2 separate regions of the Capsicum annuum genome follow, and region 2 is linked to region 1. Evidence: chromatin contacts called from public Hi-C data. All regions are on one chromosome and are shown on one strand. The core of a region is the stretch at or near the end of the contact, and the rest is flanking DNA. Distances in the headings are between cores, read along the strand shown. Region 1 has its middle 46 kb from the start of LOC107877139. Region 2 holds the start of LOC107877949 (auxin response factor 19).

The links. A called contact is a pair of places that touch in the nucleus more often than the background predicts.
Region 2: a Hi-C map of placenta shows a contact between it and region 1, with 3 times the contacts expected there. The contact joins the promoter of LOC107877949 here to the enhancer-like site in region 1. A contact is called at or near these places in 2 of 5 Hi-C or Micro-C datasets (leaf and placenta).

What each region holds. Positions count from the first base shown.
Region 1 is chr7:69,399,267-69,403,115 of UCD10Xv1.1, reverse strand. No RefSeq gene overlaps it. Among protein-coding and RNA genes, the nearest start is that of LOC107877139, 46 kb to the right of the region's middle. Within about 2 kb of position 1,690, at least 1 of the 5 cell types and tissues checked has an H3K27ac peak or open chromatin away from gene starts, as enhancers often do.
Region 2 is chr7:69,784,184-69,788,032 of UCD10Xv1.1, reverse strand. LOC107877949 (auxin response factor 19) reads right to left here and starts at 2,144. Exons shown (of 13, transcript XM_016724771.2): 1 at 1,686-2,144; 2 at 1,028-1,140. The coding sequence starts at 1,749.

The DNA.
Region 1 (3,849 bases), core at 441-2,940:
GGAAGTGATTAGACATGATATTGAACAACTTCAGCTTACTGAGGGCATGACCCTAGATAGGAAGGTGTGGAGGTTGCGGATAAGGGTAAAATGGTAGGACGCGTGCGTGGGTTGTAGCAAGTAGTTAGAAGAGTTCATGCATAGCCGAGTTAGTAATCCTAGAACTGTGTCCATAGGTAGGAGCCCCTAGTCAGAAGGGTTTGGGTGTGGCGGGTGCCTCTGGTTTGTGAGTGTATGTTACTACTAGGTTAGTGTCGTTTTCCGAATGCCCTATTTCTTATCTCTTATTTTATATGACGCTTATTTATCTTATTTCGTATTGCTCTGGTTTCTATTTTATTTTAGTATGTCTTATTCCTTTTTATGTTATGTCATCCATCATGCTGCATGTTTCATTACACTTTTGTTTACCATTCACTATCTTGAGCCAGGGGTCTATTGGAAACAACCTCTCTACTTCTTTGGAAGTAGCGGTATGGACTGCGTACATTTTACCCTCCCCAGACCCCACTTTATGGGAATACACTAGGTTTGTTGTTGTTGTCACAGAAGGAAAAAATGATATAATTCCTTTGAACTTATATTTTTGGTCCTTAAATTCAACCACACCCCTCTTTTTCTTGCTAATCCCAGAAATAATGTAGTACACATTTCTTTTAATAATTGAAAGTAAACACAGTGTGATAAATATATGAACAATTTGACTCCTAATGATAAATAACTTCATAGCATTGAATATATATCGCAAAATATGAAATTTATTATGATAGCTATGTAACGATCTTGTAATTAATTTTCTGTGATCATATATGAGTTTAAGAACTTGTTAACAAATAAAAATGTTGTTCTGTCTTGATTTAACTCATTTGGAAAAATCAAAAGGCTGAAACTTTTATGAGATACATGTAATAACATCAGTAATAGGCATATCGATCTTTAGCAATATTTATTACACGGGGAAAACAACTAAACATGATAAAATACATTAACCAACCTAAAGCTTGAACCTGATAATTCAAACTACCTAAACTTTCACCAAAAAAAAAAAAAAAACTACCTAAGCTTCTCAATGCGAAAAAAACGTTGTTGCTTTAAGATCGTGTAAATGACTTTGCCTTTCACAAAAATTATTTATAGCCACATGAATATTTGATCTTTTCCTAAGATTTATCTAAAGAAAAAAATTAATTGACTTGAAAGTCCTAAATTTTAGGTACATAATTCAAATATGGAAAGAATTAATATCTAAATCTTAATAATTTTTAAGTTTTAAAAAATTTAAAAAATAACAAAAAGTCAATTTTGTCTATTACATAATGTTTTAACAAAGCACAAAAGTTTCAAATAACATTTTTAAGGCATTAACATTTTATAATATATTATAGATTATAGATAATAATACATTCAAAAAGGAAAGCGAAATTCTTACTTATAGGGTAAATTACATAATTACCCTATGTGCATGCATATCCTATATGTTACGTGTATATGGATGCGTATTTAATGTATATTTTAGAAAGAAAAATACTACTACATTTTAAAACAAAAGATCGCTAATTTTTCGTAAAAACATTAATGTTATTGTTTAGCGAAAAAAAATAGTAAATCAATTTACAGAGTACTTGTACCTCTCCCATTGGTGTATAATTGTGGGTCCTGTTAGCTTACTTGCAGTAGCATGGTAGGTAGGGCCCACCCTAATGGAAAATATAGCACGAGGTTGTTGAATGAGGTGGAGTTGATCCGTAATATCTTTGAGGAGGGCTGCTTTTTGAGTGTGAAAGTGTGGTGTGAAGCGAATCTCCGCCGTTGATTTTAGCAGTGCGCGTGAGTTTGCTTCTGCTTCATCCCCCTAAACTTGCTTTGATCGCCGTTCATTATATTGGAAAATAAAAGGCGGTCCTACTTTTGACAGAATATAAAATATTATTCCTACTTCTTTTGGCTAAATAAAGTAATTTAAAGTATTTTAAACAAGAACTACTATTTAACTCTTCCAATATTCTCTCGCACAAATAATAACAGTTCTGGTCCTTAAGTAACTACTTCCAATATTCTCTCGCACAAATAATAACAGTTCTGGTCCTTAAGTAACTTTTAATTTTAATTTAGGTGATTCAAATTTAAAGTCTATCATTTTTTATAATAATTTAAAATTTATATTGTTGGACAATAAAATTTTTGAGATCGAAAATAATAATCGAGAAAAAAAAAATACTGCAATAATCGATTTATTGATTTCAATGTGAGTTACAATCTCTATGAATCCTCTGATTCGCTTTTTTAACAATAAATTCAAGGGCTTCGAGCTTTATCTTGAACTTGAACTTGATTGGTAAACTTGATGGATTTGATCTTGACTTGTGCTTGAATCCAAAGAGCTTTGTAGCTTGTTCTTGAATCTTGCAGCCTTGATCTTGAATCTTGATTTGTGTTTTGATGAACTTGATCTCGACTTGTACTTGAATTCCTTGATCTTGAAGCTTGAGCTTGTTCTTGAATCTTGAAGCTTGAATCTTGATTTGTATTTTGATGAACTTGATCTTGACTTGTACTTGAATTCAAGTGTCTTTGAGCTTATTCTTGAATCTTGAAGTCTTGATCTTGAAGCTTGAGCTTGTTCTTGAATCTTGAAGTCTTGATCTTGAAGCTTGATGAACTGATCTTGAATTCTTGAATTTGTAGAGAAATCTGTTGTGTTTGATCCACAAGCTCTCTCTTGTTTCTTGCTAGAATTGTTGGTGTTTTTTTAGAATTATGAGGCCTCTATTTATAGTTATAGATAGTAAAGAGTCATAATAAATATGAACTTTCTTTGACCAATCAGATTTAAGTGACATGATCTTGATAAATATGAATTTCCTTTGACCAATCAGATTTAAGTGACATAACACATTTTATGGGCTTCTTAATTCACTAGGCTTGCTGCATCATTTTGACATGTGATATGGTCCCATTAGCTCCCTCACTTGACTTGGCATGCCCTGTCATTCGACACGCGACGCCAAATTGGGCTTCTAGAATATGATGACATTTTGGGCTTGCTAAAATGAGCTTAGTCATTTGTGGCCCAAATTAATATGATGACTTCTTGGGCTTGCTAAAGTGCGCTTAGTCATTTGTAGCCCAAATTAATGGTCTAACCCAATTGAGGTTGGACTTTAATTAAATCCATATATGTTTGGACTCAACCAATTAATTCAATTATATTTATCCGTAATATTTGTTTGAGATTAATATATTTTGAATTTAATATAATCCAAATTTTGTACGGATTTAAATTTAACAAAATTTGTTACCTATAAATTGCCCCCTACTTCAAGGTTGGTCGAGTGTATACTTTAGAGACTAGACTTGAAATGTGATTATTTAGGCATGATATCTAATTTCAAATAGATTTTGGAAAAAATTTTACCGCCTTATTTAACCAGGAATAAAACTCTTCCAATTTGAATTTATATTGGAGAAGAAAACAACCTCCAATTTAAATTTGTGCGGGAAAATAAAATAAATTCCAATTTAAATTTGTATGGGAGAAGAAAACAACCTCCAATTTGAATTTGTATTGGAGATGGAAACTCTTTCAATTTAAATTTGTATGGGAGAAGAAAACAACAGTCAATTTGAATTTGCATTGGAGATGAAAACTCTTTCAATTTGAATTTGTATGGAAGAAGGAATCAATCTCCAATTTGAATTTGTGTTAGAGGTGGGAGCTCTTCCCATTTGAATTTGTATGGAAGAAGGAAACAACCTCCAATTTGAATTTGTATTGGAGAATGAAACATTCATCCTACAACTCTATAAAGGGATGTAGGTTCCCCACCTTTTTAGTATCAATTTTGGAAT
Region 2 (3,849 bases), core at 895-3,394, 380 kb before region 1:
TTAAAAAAATAAAAGTGATATTTGAAGGCAATTGCCAAAACATGAGTGACCATCTGTCGAAATTACCCAATTCTGTATAAGCATAAATCTACAGATACTGATACAAGGTTGCATGTTACACCAGAGACACCATAATAGATCGGGGAAAAAAAGGTGTGATCCAAAAGTAAATAAATGAGTCTTACTATTGGATATGAAAAGAACGAAATAAATACAATGTATTCTACCATCAAAATCAACAATTAACACCAATTATTTTACCCATACACGTCAGCAGCCTGACATAAGTAGTACTCCCTCTTCTAAAAAAGAATGACTTTGATACAAAATTTAAAAAAATAAAAAAAAATCTCAGGTCTTAAATTAAAATTATATTAAATATATAAAAAAATTCTTTAATCTTGTGGTCCTAAACATGTCATATAAAAAACTAAAATTAAAATATTACTAAAAAAAAAATCACTTATTTTAAACGAATTAAAAAAAAGAGTAGGTCCCTTTTTTCAAGAGGAGGAGTATAAATATAAGGTGTAGGTGCGCCATATAAAATGTATAAAATTTTGTTCTTTCCGGCACCCGACTATTTCTGCCGACACATTTATGTAATTTAAATCTTAACCTCATAACTTTTACCCACTTAATTAACCACGAAAAAAAATTCTTAGAAGTCACAAAAGGATTTATTTTACTCTTTTTACCCCTTCAAAAGAATTTCCAATCTTTTGCTTCTGGCTTGAATCCAAAATCTTAAGAAAGAAAAACATAGAGGGGTCGTTTGATAGATTGAATGATCAAATGAGAAAAGTAAGAGATATCTCATATAACTAGTTCATCCCAAATAGGATAGTAATTCCACTATTTCAATACAAATTGTGAATTAGTTAAACCTCATAGAGTAAAATTAATTCTAATTCTTATTCGAAATTTTTTTTCCGCACCAAACGACCCGGGACTGGAGTGTTTGCCATCCGACGAATCCCTCTCGTCAAGTCACAAAAGGGTCACAGTTGAATTATTAAAAAAGTACCTGTTCACTGTGACCTTGAGGAAAGTAGACGACGTGGGTCCCAGCAGCCGGTAGGTTCACCAGAGGACCGGCGCAGGCCTGCCATAGTTCTGAGTTTATGCTCTTCTTCTCTACTGCAAAAATAAAAAAATAAAAAAATACCATTCAATTTTTAACACACCCTTTATTTATTTATTTATTATTTTACAACAAATCAAAGTTTTCCAAGAAAAAAGACCCCAAATGTAAAAATGGGTTTGAAAAAATAAAGGAAAACTATTTATTCTCGGTAGATTGAAAAACTATGAAAAAAGTAAAAGAATATTTTTCCAAGAAAAGACTCATTTGTTTTGCTTAGCAACTTTTAACAAACGTGCAAGTGTTTTCATCTTTCTTTCCAAGGAAAAAAACATAGTTTACATGTTATTGAGGAAAAAAAGGACATAATATGACAATAAAAGTAAAAGGAAAAAACAATATTTTCCAGGAAAATTCATTGGAAAGAAAAGCAAAATTAAAGTTTGAAGAAATAGACAAAAGTTGAGAAAGAAAAATAGCTTTGTCTCTTTGATTCCACGATTCTTACAATGCATCTGATTATTACTTTACTTGAGAAAGTATATACGTACCAAAAAATATAATATTTATTATATGTATTATATTTATGATATTGACAGACCTTCGGCAGGATTCCCGTTGGCAGTATGCTGCTGAACTCCGGCACCGTTCGCCGGCGTTTTCATTTTCTCTTGATATCTTTCCAGATAAGAAAAACAAGAAAGAGTACCCAGATATTCTCACCGGAGATTCATCTCATCAAACTCCGGCAACACAAAAAAAATGAGAAACTCAATAGATTTTTTGTACTCTGTATTATGCTCCCTCGAGCTAAGAAATGCAAAAACGAAAACTAGAGTGGTCGCCGGCGGGAATAAGGGGGTAAGTTTTCCAGCGAACAGTGGCCGGGAAACTAGGAAGAAAGAGAAAGAGGAGAGAGGGTGAGGGTGGGGGAAAGACAAAGGAAGCTTTGCAAAAAAAAAGGGGTGTTGAGGATAGCAGAGACCAAATGCTGCAGTTTTACTTTAAATTGCCCCCGCTTCAACTAGACACACACCATCTTCTCTCTGGGTGTGTTTGGTATGATGACATTTTCCTATTTTTCCTTCTATAACTTTGGAAAAATAATTTTTAAATGAACTGATTTTTCTTTGTTAGAATGAAAATGACTTTCCTCATAGGTGAAAAGAAATATTTTTTAAAAAATATTAAGATGGAACTTATAAAAAATTGAAATCAAAATATGAATAAAGTGATTAAAATAGGTCACATATTTAATAAATTATCAAAATAGACTAAACATAATAATTATACCTTTTTAAAAGCGGTTTGATAGCGGATGTGTACAGTAAAAAAGTTTTAGTGAAACGTAATACTCCCTCTGTTTCATAATAAATGAACTGTTGAATTTTGATATACTGATTAAGAAAAAAGCATTAAAGATATAAATTTAACATAACTTTTCATTTTTATCCAAAAAAAAGAAAAAGTTGACCTTGTAATACTTTTTTTAAAAGTTAATTGATTGTCAAATCATAAGGGTAAATTTGAAAAAAAATTCAATGATTCACTTATTTTGAAACACCAATAAATACTCCAACAATTCACTTATTTCGAAACGGATGGAGTAATAATTTATTACGTTTTACAAAACTCTTTTATAAAACGTAATAATTTATTACGTTTTACAAAAATTTTTATAAAACGAAATAATTTATTACGTTTATATGATTTGACATAAAGAAGTGGTTTGATAGTACAGTTTTTAAAAAAAAAATTATAAATTAAAACTTTATATTACAATTTATAAATTATAAATTTTTATTACATTTTTTACCAAAATTTTTTAAAAGTTATTGCTTTGTTTTGTCAAATCAAGTACTATCTAGCTCACTATTTTTTATTTTTTCTTTCATAAATCGTATTAAAAATTTACTTTTTAATAAATATAAAAATAAAAAATACGTAATTATAAATTTATTTTATTAATACGTAATAAAAAATTACATTATTTTTTAAATTTGGTAAGATAAACGTATAATTATTGATGTCATGTCTCATACGAACTGACCGAATGATTAAAATGTGTAGTTAAATATTATGTTTTAGAAAATATATTATATTTTTAATTAGAGGACCACATGCTCATGTAAAGTTAAAATTTAGATAGAAAAATATATATTTTCTATTCACCAATCAAGTATCATAAAATATATTTTCCACTCATTATCTAGAAAAATATTTTTCATGAAAAATATTTTCTATCATACCAAACACACCCTTGTCGCTCACTTTTCTCTATATATGTAAACTTATATTTTGCAATGAAAACTTTTTCAGAAAATGCCCCTTTCCTTTTTCTCTCTCTTTCTTTCTTTTTCTCTGTCTTGCTTTCTTGCTTGGGTGTTCCTTCTTCTTTCTCTCTTTCTTTTTTCCTTTGGGTGGATAAATAATACTCCATCATAAGTACAGTATGTTTTTTTTGAAAAAATATATATTCTGTGTTTGTGGCTATGGCCTAGCAAAGTTGACCATTGAGGTGAAACTTCAAAAGGATGTCTTTTTTTTTCAAGTATCCTCGCAGTTGGCAGTCGTGAGATTAATTTTTTATTTCTCGATCAGCATATTTTGCGGTAGTGAACTGACCACAAAATTTGCTCCATTCATCAAACGTGGGAATTAAACTCCTGACCTCTTACTTAAGGAATATAGCGCTGAACTATTATGCCAACTCTGGTGGTTCAAAAAGGATGTTTAATATGTATGATTAGTGATAAGAATACAGT